Linked DNA regions of Mus musculus: regions 1 and 3 are each linked to region 2. The links are chromatin contacts, called in public Hi-C and HiChIP or PLAC-seq maps. All regions are on one chromosome and are shown on one strand. Each heading gives the region's core, a stretch centred on a gene start, on an enhancer-like site or on the middle of the called end of the contact. The rest is flanking DNA. Distances are from core to core; before and after follow the strand shown.

What was found. A called contact is a pair of places that touch in the nucleus more often than the background predicts. HiChIP or PLAC-seq counts read pairs in DNA pulled down with a chosen protein or histone mark.
Region 1: a contact with region 2 is called in an H3K27ac HiChIP or PLAC-seq map of trophoblast stem cells, with 16 read pairs. The contact joins the enhancer-like site here to the promoter of Arhgap28 in region 2. A contact is called at or near these places in 1 of 15 datasets of contacts at CTCF or cohesin (the NIH/3T3 cell line), 15 of 484 Hi-C or Micro-C datasets (the 3T3-L1 cell line, the MC3T3-E1 cell line, MC3T3-E1-derived osteoblasts and 7 more), 8 of 115 datasets of contacts at active chromatin or transcription factors (cardiomyocytes, embryonic fibroblasts, embryonic limb bud and 3 more) and 1 of 9 other capture datasets (adipose tissue).
Region 3: a Hi-C map of myocytes shows a contact between it and region 2, with 4 times the contacts expected there. The contact joins the enhancer-like site here to the promoter of Arhgap28 in region 2. A contact is called at or near these places in 1 of 15 datasets of contacts at CTCF or cohesin (the NIH/3T3 cell line), 3 of 484 Hi-C or Micro-C datasets (the C2C12 cell line, granulocyte-monocyte progenitors and myocytes), 1 of 115 datasets of contacts at active chromatin or transcription factors (embryonic limb bud) and 1 of 9 other capture datasets (adipose tissue).

Annotation. Positions count from the first base shown.
Region 1 is chr17:67,933,770-67,936,538 of GRCm38.p6, reverse strand. The region is part of intron 1 of Arhgap28 (Rho GTPase activating protein 28); the gene reads left to right. Among named protein-coding and RNA genes, the nearest start is that of Arhgap28, 69 kb to the left of the region's middle. Within about 2 kb of position 1,303, at least 8 of the 459 cell types and tissues checked have an H3K27ac peak or open chromatin away from gene starts, as enhancers often do. A contact at or near this core is called in trophoblast stem cells, where this site is marked.
Region 2 is chr17:68,002,840-68,005,849 of GRCm38.p6, reverse strand. It overlaps Arhgap28 (Rho GTPase activating protein 28), which reads left to right and starts at 1,742. Exons shown (of 18, transcript NM_172964.4): 1 at 1,742-1,955. The coding sequence starts at 1,840.
Region 3 is chr17:68,106,550-68,109,660 of GRCm38.p6, reverse strand. No RefSeq gene overlaps it. Among named protein-coding and RNA genes, the nearest start is that of Gm36312, 80 kb to the left of the region's middle. Within about 2 kb of position 1,635, at least 6 of the 459 cell types and tissues checked have an H3K27ac peak or open chromatin away from gene starts, as enhancers often do. A contact at or near this core is called in myocytes, where this site is marked.

The sequences.
Region 1 (2,769 bases), core at 54-2,553, 69 kb after region 2:
TTATTTTCTATTACGCTTGCACTTTTTTACTTTCCCAGTCCTACTGTTAATGAAAATGAAAAATGATATTTTTTTCTTTGGGGTCCACACATGGTCTACACATGGGACACCGTTCACGGTTGAGAGTGGCAGAAGGGAGCACTCTCAACAGTGCTTGGCATGGGAACCCACCCTCTGGAATTCTTATATGGCTTATCTAGGATGTGAGTCAGGCAGATATCAAAATAAAAAAATTTTAAGAGTTTTGATATACATTCAGTGTGCTGGTGACTTGACTGTGTAACTGGTGGCTTCCTGCTTCCCTTGGTATCATATTTTATTTATATGAGTACTCTGCTGCTACCTTCAGACACACCAGAAGAGGGCATCAGATCTCATTACAGATAGTTGTGAGCCACCATGTGGTTGCTGGGAATTGAACTCAGGACCTCTGGAAGAGTAGCGAGTGCTCTTTAACCACTGAGCCATCTCTAACCAAGGTCCTAATGTATTTTCTCAGTGCTGAGAAATCTCACTCAGGCCTTGCAAGAGCTCTCTCACTGAACCACATTCTCAGGCCATAATTGCTAATTAAGAAAACTCATCACGATTCTGAACGACTTCTGTCTTTTGAGTAGGTAGGCGTTTGTTTCTTAGTGTGAAGCCCATCATCTCTAATGACAGTCACCCAAGGGCACTCAGCGTCACTCTCATTCCTTCTGAGCTGGCTTGAGGAGCTCTGCTATGTCCTGGAGTTCTGGTTCATTCTTAGTTTTGTCACTCAGAAACTGCTGGGGGTGGGGTGCCTTCAGTTCTTTCTGGCTTTGGGGCAGAAATGAAGTTTGGGTGCTGTCTAGCATTCTTGTGACTTTGCTAACATTCTTGTGACATTTCTAGCATTTCATGTCTTTGTTAGGGTTCTTGTGGCTTTCAGTGGGAAAACATGATGGTGCATCTCCCAGCATTTCTGAGGATCTACAGTTTGCAACTTTTTGTGACAGTTCAGGATACAAAGACAACTAAGACCACAGTGGTTTTATTCTTAAGGTTTTATTTCATGTGTATGTATGAGTACCTTCATGTGTTAATGTCCACTTTGTATGTCCTGGTGTCTAGGGACAGCAGCAGATGATGTCAGATCTTTGAACTGGAGTTACAGGCGGTTCCCAGCCTCCATGTGGGTGCTGGAAAAGGAACCTGGATTCTCTGGAAGAGCGGGTAGTGCTCTAACCACTGAGCCATCACTGCATCCCCTAGACACAGGCTTAGGCAGTTAGTGGATTTCCTGTGGGTGTTGTCCTCGACCAGGAGAGCCATGTGAAAATAATTCCACAACACTAACTAGGTCAGAAGAGACTGCCCAAGGGTAGTGAGTGACCTTTGAATTAGGTTCTCCAGGGCAGGTCTGTTACAAGAGACAGGACATTCCTGTAAAAAAAAAATGTGAAAAATGAGAGTTTAGACAAAAGTCAGGGGTATGTGTGCTAGCAAGGGCCTGTGCAGGGCAGGGAGCCTGACAAGGCTGAGACACAGATTGTGAGAGGCCTCAGCCCTTCTCCCTGCACAGTGCCTGGATTGCCTCAGTCTGGGCGCTGTAAGGTGCTGGCCTGTGCCTCCACGAATAACTCCACACTTTGGAGTTTTGTCTCAGGACAGCATGGTGGGTAGTGAAGGCAACAGGTACTGGCAACGGAGGGTGGAGTGGGAACCACAGACAGGACTGAAAGGAGGCTCAGGCCTGGTGTTCTGACTCGAGATCCAGGACAGGAAGAGAAAGAATTTGAGCCTAGCCTGATTTGCATGCAGTGTCTTAATTTTAGTTTACTTTTTTTTTTCTCTTTTGTGTGTGTGTGTGTGTGTGTGTGTGTGTGTATGTTTTGATGAGTATGGGTGCATATACACCTGTGTGCCCACGCATGTGGAGGCTTAAAGTTGTCAGCCATCATCCTGATTTTTCCCACCTTATTCTTGGAGACAGAGTCTGTCATTCAAACTCAGATTCCATTGATGTGACTAGTCTAATTAGTCGGCTTCCTCTGGGGATTCTGTCTTTACCTTCCGTGATGGTTTGTATATGCTCAGCTCAGAGGCCCTGTTGGAGTGGGTGTGGCCTTGTTGGAGTAGGTGTGTCACTGTGGGTGTGGGCTTTAAGACCTTCTTCCTAGGTCCCTGGAAGCCAGTATTCTGCTAGCAGCCTTTAGATGAAGATGTAGAACTCTCAGCTTCTCCTGCACCATGCCTGCCTGGATGTTGCCATGCTCTGGCCTTGATGATAATGGACTAAATCTCTGAACCTGTAAGCCAGCCCCAATTAAATGCTGTCCTTATAAGACTTGCCTTGGTCATGGTATCTGTTCACAGCAGTAAAACCCTATGTAAGACAACTTCCAAGGCTGGAATTATAGGCAGCCATCTGCTCACCTGTCACTTGGTTCTGGGAATGTGAAGTCCAGTCTTTACCCTTGCGTGGCAAGTGCTTTATCCACCGAGTCAACTCCACAGTCCCCAACATTAACTTAACACTAGGAAAAGCATTTCTGTTTGTAATAATGATTCTTCTCTTAGCATAAGTTTAGTGACTTCAGAGTAATTTTTAAATGGAGGCACAATAAAAAGGCCAAGTTCTTCCCTAAAATCGTTATTTCTCAGTTTTGTAAATAACTTTCTTGTTAATGAATTTGTGTACAATTATTTAAAGCTATTTTCCCCATGCTAGATAGGTAAGTAAAATTAATGAGTTAAATCAAACTTGACGTCAAGATCGTAACCCTATTTACTACTACATTGTGG
Region 2 (3,010 bases), core at 493-2,992:
AAAAGCAGTGAGGGCAGGAACTCAAGCAGGGCAGGAACCTGGAGGCAGGAGCTGAGGCAGAGGCCATGGAGGGGTGCTGCTCTCTAGCTTGCTCACCACGGCTTCTTCAGCATGCCTTCTTTAGAACCTAGGGCCACCTTCCCAGTGCCAGCACCACTCACAATGGGCTACCCCCACTCCCCCAGTCCCTAGTTAAGAAAACACTCTACAGGCTTGCCTACAGCCTGATTCTTATGGAGGCATTTTCTTAATTGAGGCTCCTTCCCCGCAGATGACCTCAGCTTGTGTCAAGTTGATAAACACTATCCAGCACACCTTCCTCTCTGGAGTGTGTGCTATGTGAAACAGGAGGGGCTCTGGGATATGAGAGAGAGAGAGAGAGAGAGAGAGAGAGAGAGAGAGAGAGAGAGAGAGAGAGAGACCAGTTCTTCCAGCAGCTTCCAGTTGAGTAGAAAGCACCAACTTGCTGGAAAATGGTAATTTGATCATGAGTTAGTGGTGGGTTTTCCCCTCAGGCTTTCTACTCCTTGGTGTTTCATTCTGAGAAGTTTCCTGGTTCCATCTGGCCTTTGGGGGAGGGGGGAGGTAAAAAAAAAAAAGACCACGACCTATTAGGAGTCACTCAAGTGGATGCCAGACCAGAGCAAAGAAACACACAAGGCATGGTCTGGAGAGTCTACCTTCATCACAGAGCAGAATGAAATTATTCCTGTAACAAAGCAAGAGCCATTTCTGGAAAGTGGCCGGGGAGTAAGAGGTGGGGGAGGGGGCTTTGATTGATGATCTCTAAGCGGTTTCACAGGGAGAGAATTTTGAAAGCAGTTCCAACCAGAAACACAATCAGGAGAAAGACTATATTGCACTTTTGGGTATGTTATATACAGTGTGTGTGTGTGTGTGTGTGTGTGTGTGTGTGTGTGCATGTGTGTTTATAATCTTCTCCCTTAAAAAGCCCCCTGAAAATAGCATTCATGGAGCCCGTGGCAATAAGGAGTACTTTTCAGACAGTCTGGAAACAGTATCTGTCAGGGACCACAACTGAGTGGAGGAAAGGGATGTTAGGAATGAGGTAAGAGTCTGGCGTTGCAGTCTTGAGGGTATGGGAAGGAAGCTCAGGCTTGCACGTGCAGAGGGAATGGCTTGGGCAGAAGGGAAATCGAATTCGCTGTCACTTAGACTAGCAAACGTCAGTGCCATTCAGCTCTTCAATTTCCGATTCAGATGAGAGTGTTACATTTAAATGAGAGTGTCACATTTTTCTCCCTTTCTTCCCCAGAGCACCCATTCCAGACCTAGCCTTTCTCCCCTTGCCTAAGGCATGGTTTCTGTCTCACTTCTGACTGCCAGGCAGGAAATGTTCCTAGCCATGGGATAAGCCTCCCGTCTGAAGGGGCCGAGGAGGAGGTTGAGAAGAGGAAAGGAGAAACAAAGGAAGAAAAACACAAACTTTACTAGAGCTGCTGGCTGGAGCCGCAAGCTCCAGGCAGGTTTCCAGTTTCCTAGAAGCAGGGATCCGTGGGCGTGGCCCTCAGTGTTTGTTAATCGGCCCGGTGTACTCTGTGGGCGTGCCCTCGGTGTATTAAGCTAATCTGTCTGTTGTACTCTGTGGGCGTGGCTCTTAGTTATGCTAATCGGTGCGCCTTGTTTTGTGGGCGTGGCCCGCGTTGTATGCTAATCTGCCGCTGTACTCTGTGGGCGTGGCCCTTGGGCGGGCGGGGCCGTCCTAGTCGCAGAGCCTTGGGGCGCCGGACGCTCGGGGCCGCTGACCCGCTCCCGGAGCTAGTCCACGTTGGTCTCGGTCTTTGTTCTGGGTTAGCGCGGGGACATGCGCCGCTGAGGATGGAGGTGGAGGACTCGGGCGGCGTGGTGCTGACCGCCTACCACTCGCACGCGCGCTCGCAACCGCAGGGCGCTGAGCCACGCTGCGCGTCCCGGGCCAGCCATCCGCTCAGCAGGTACGGAGCGGCACCGCGGGCCGCGCGCGCGCGCGCCGGGCGGGGCGGGGAGGGGGCAGCGCTTAGGCAAGTTTTTATGGAGTTGATAACTGAGACTGCTCTTTGTATGATCCTGATTGGAGATGAGAAACAGCCTGGGCAAAAAGTCTGTGTGTGGCTGGCTGAGGCTAGCGGGGTACTTGTAGTCTTGACGCAACTTTATCAAGAGTTAGATAAACATACCATTTCTGTGGAAGACTCTCACCATGTACTGGAGAAATTTTAAAATATTACCAAGAACCCAAACACAAGTCGGTTGAAAAGAAAAAAAGTTCTCGCAGACACTCAGATTAACTATTTGAAGCTAAAGTTTTTCTCAAAAGGAAACCTTCACTGACATAACAATTTCACTTCTACTGTAAATACCCTCAATTGTTTAAATACAGTGATGTCATTATTTGATGAGTGCCGGTGCCGATTGTATGCAACCAACGCAATTCCTGTTTATTTCTTTGGGTGACCATGTGCATTTAGTAAGCCAGGGATCTGGAGAACATTGCTCTGGCATGCCCATCTGTTCCGCCAAAGACGGATGGTCAAAAATATTCCAAATGTGAGATGGTTTGCTGTCTGGCGTGTTTAGGGGAAGTTCCTTTGCTATTCTCTACGACTATATCAGTGGACGTTTTTACTTATTTATTTTGAAGCCTACGCTAATGCGTGTTTTGATATCATCTCCTAATGGCATCTTACATCACTGTTATTTTCAATTACTTGCTTTTCCTCACACTCTTAACTTTATGTGATTATAATTACTGCTGTTTCCCAATTTAATTGATTTGTGACTATGTCACATAATATGCTTTGGACGGTATCCATGAGATGAACCAATCGCACTGGCTTAGGAATTATACTGGTCTTCGCTAACAAAGAAATTATTGTTTCTTCCAGAGAGAGCAGGTTGAGTCAAATCTCATTTTAAAACAGACAGTGAGAGATGTACCAGTTTTCTCCGGCAGTCGGAGTCACGCACATCATTTTGACTCAGCTTGAAGATACAAACTCTTCTTTGTATT
Region 3 (3,111 bases), core at 386-2,885, 100 kb before region 2:
CAAGGGCCTTTCCTCCCATTGATGACTGACTAGGCCATCCTCTGCTACATGTGCAGCTAAAGCCACGTGTCCCTCCGTGTGTTTTATTTGATTGGTGGTTTAGTCCCAGGGAGCTCTGGAGTTACTGGTTAGTTCACATTGTTGTTACTCCTAGGGGGCTGCAAACCCCTTCAGCTCCTTGGGTACTTTCTCTAGCTCCTTCATTGGGGACCCCGTGCTCTGTCTAATGGATGACTGTGAGCATCCACTTCTATATTAGTCGGGCACTGGCATAGCCTCTCAGAAAACAGCTATATCAAGCTCCTGTAATCAAGCAGTTGTTAGCATCTGCAATAGTGTCTGGGTTTGGTGGTTGTTAATGGGATGGATCCCCAGGTGGGGCAGGTTCGGACAGTCTCTGCTCCGAACTTTGTCTCTGTAAATTGTTAGTTTCTACATCACTGTTATAAACACTTGAAGGAAACAGTTTGTTTTGGCCCCTGGTTTTCATTTGCTCTGTGGTATGAGGGTGGTGGTAAGGCTTAACATCATGGCTTGTACCTCAGGATGGGAAATTTTTTTATGGTCCCTAGGAAGCAGAGAAAGGAGCAGGGATAATGTGCATCTTTTTACAGACACATTCCCACTCCTTCCCCCATGGGACCTTACCTCTTCTACTTCCCCTAAGTCCCATCAAATTACGAATGGATAGTAGAGCCATTCATTAATTAAGTCAGAGACCCTATGACCTGATCACTGCTCAGTGGTTGAGGCACATCTGCTGGAAATCAAACACTTGAGAGCACGTGTTTTCTTGAAAGGTGAAGGGTGTACATTTCATATCCAAAATGTAACAGGCAAGACACAATGTAACAGGTGACATACAATGTACCTCCTAGCATTTCTCCAGGGATTTGGAGTTTTCCTGTAGCTAATTCTGAGCCCCTGGTGTCAGGAAAGAAATATTTTTTTATCATTTCAACTCTGTTCGTCCCTTCAGGCTCAGCAAAGGGGTTTTCCATTTTTACTGCTCATCATGAAGACAGTGGCCATTGTCATGTAGGATAACTGCATTTGCTTCTTTGCTAATCTCTGTTGCTTTCTCTCATGAAGATTTTGTTACCTAAGTATCACCAGGGACCAGCCATATGTGTGATCTTTTGAGGCTTTTAAAAATATTTTTAAGATGTTTCAGTAATTGATTCTGAGGGATGTGTGGGAAAAGGGAAGTCACTCAAAATGTGAAGCTGTAACCAGAATTATTGTACCTGTGAGAAGAAGCAGTGTTGCTGGGGGGTGGTCACCAATAGAGGAATATAATTACTGCAGATTCCTACCCTCAGCCTCAAGTTGACCGAGGTGTCTCCATGTCTCTAATCTATACCCAGAGTCACCAAGACCACCAGTAGCAAGCAGTTCTCAACCCCGACCCCCTCCTCTGTGTGTGTGTGTGTGTGTGTGTGTGTGTGTGTGTGTGTGTGTGTGTGTGAGAGAGAGAGAGAGAGAGAGAGAGAGAGAGAGAAGGAATGAGATATACAAAAAGAAGGCTACTTAAATACCCAGCATTCCTGTGGGGCCCATGTCCTCCGCTGCCCAGCTCCCACCTGGCACTGACGCTTCCTGGCAGCCTTTTGCACAACAGCTGTTCTGCCACCTGACAGCTGAGGGCTTAACCAGACATTGCTTGTTCCTGCTGCATCCCCGAGGTAACAAGGACAGCTACGTGCAAGGGCCCAGCACTAAATCCAAACCCACTGAGAGTGGAAGTCACATTTGAGCAAGGGCCCAGTGGCAAAGCCAAACACAGAGTGGAAGCCATATTTGTGGGAAATTGAAAGTCTTCCCCCCAGTACTCCAGAACTCTGGCAGCACATCCTGACACCACAGGGCTTTGTCTTCATTGTTAGCTATGACTTGGGATACATGATTGTCTGTTGTCACCCCACCTGACACATTTTGAGAATCTTGTGGTATCATATCACATTTAACAACTGTTTTTTTTAACTTCTACCCCCTTACATTTATACATGTGGTAGGCCAGTGACATTCTTTGTCTACCAATGAAATACAACTGCAGTCAGGGCAAACATGAACTGTTTAGAATCAGAGAAGAACATAAATAAATACCGGAATACAAGTTCTATGGGTTTCATGGAGATTTCAGCAACAGTGGAAAAACTGTTCTCTGGCTGGGGTACTGAGTGGTTCAGGCATTTCTTAGAGTGGGATGCAGTCAAGAGTTTTAAGCTGGAGTCTAGGTATATTACCCAGGATTCTCCAGGGAAACAAAACCAATAAGAAATCTATTATAAGTTATTGGCTCAAACACATAGTGAGACTGTGATATCCCACAATTTTCCATAAGCCAGTGGGAAGCATAGACCCAGAAGTTCAAAGGCCTGATAGTCAGAAGGCAGGAGGTGGGTGGGGGATGTAGCCTAGATCAAAAAACCTGCAGTGTTAAAGGCTGATAACATTGCCTGTCCCAACTATGTTTGACCTTGGCCTCAGTGTGTCAGGTGGCACCCACTCACACTGGGAAGGAAGCTAGCTGCAGACTTTACTCTGCCTGGTTTAAACATCCACCTTAAAACAAAAATCCTTATAGATTCATAGATACAGAGACACCCAGAAATAATATTGAATCATATATGTGGACATCTTATGATCCAGTCAAGTTGGCACATAACCTTCCCATTGGGAGAACCCATGTTCCCACTCTAGCTTTGTGCCCTTGTGACAAAGAAAAGTAAATCATAGACCCCCCTCCCCCCCCCCAAAAAAAAAAACCTCTCAGCACACAAAGCCATGAAGACCAGGGAAGCTCCTGTAATCTTGGCAAAATTGCAAACCTAGTTGGAATTTAGTTTAGGTTAAGTGCTGGTCAATCTTCACTTCAATTTGATTCAATTTGGAATCAGCCCTGGGCACATATAAGAAGGTGTCTCCTACAAAGTTTAACCGAGGAAGGAAGAGTGAGCGACCGTATCTGAGGAGCCATCCCTCAGGCTGAAGTCCTTGAACAAATAAAAAGAAAACAAAAAGAAGCTGCCTGGTCGGATCACCAGCAGCCCCTGCTCAGCTTCCTGATGCGCTGAGCTAAGGTCAAGGTTCGACTGCCACAGCTGCGGG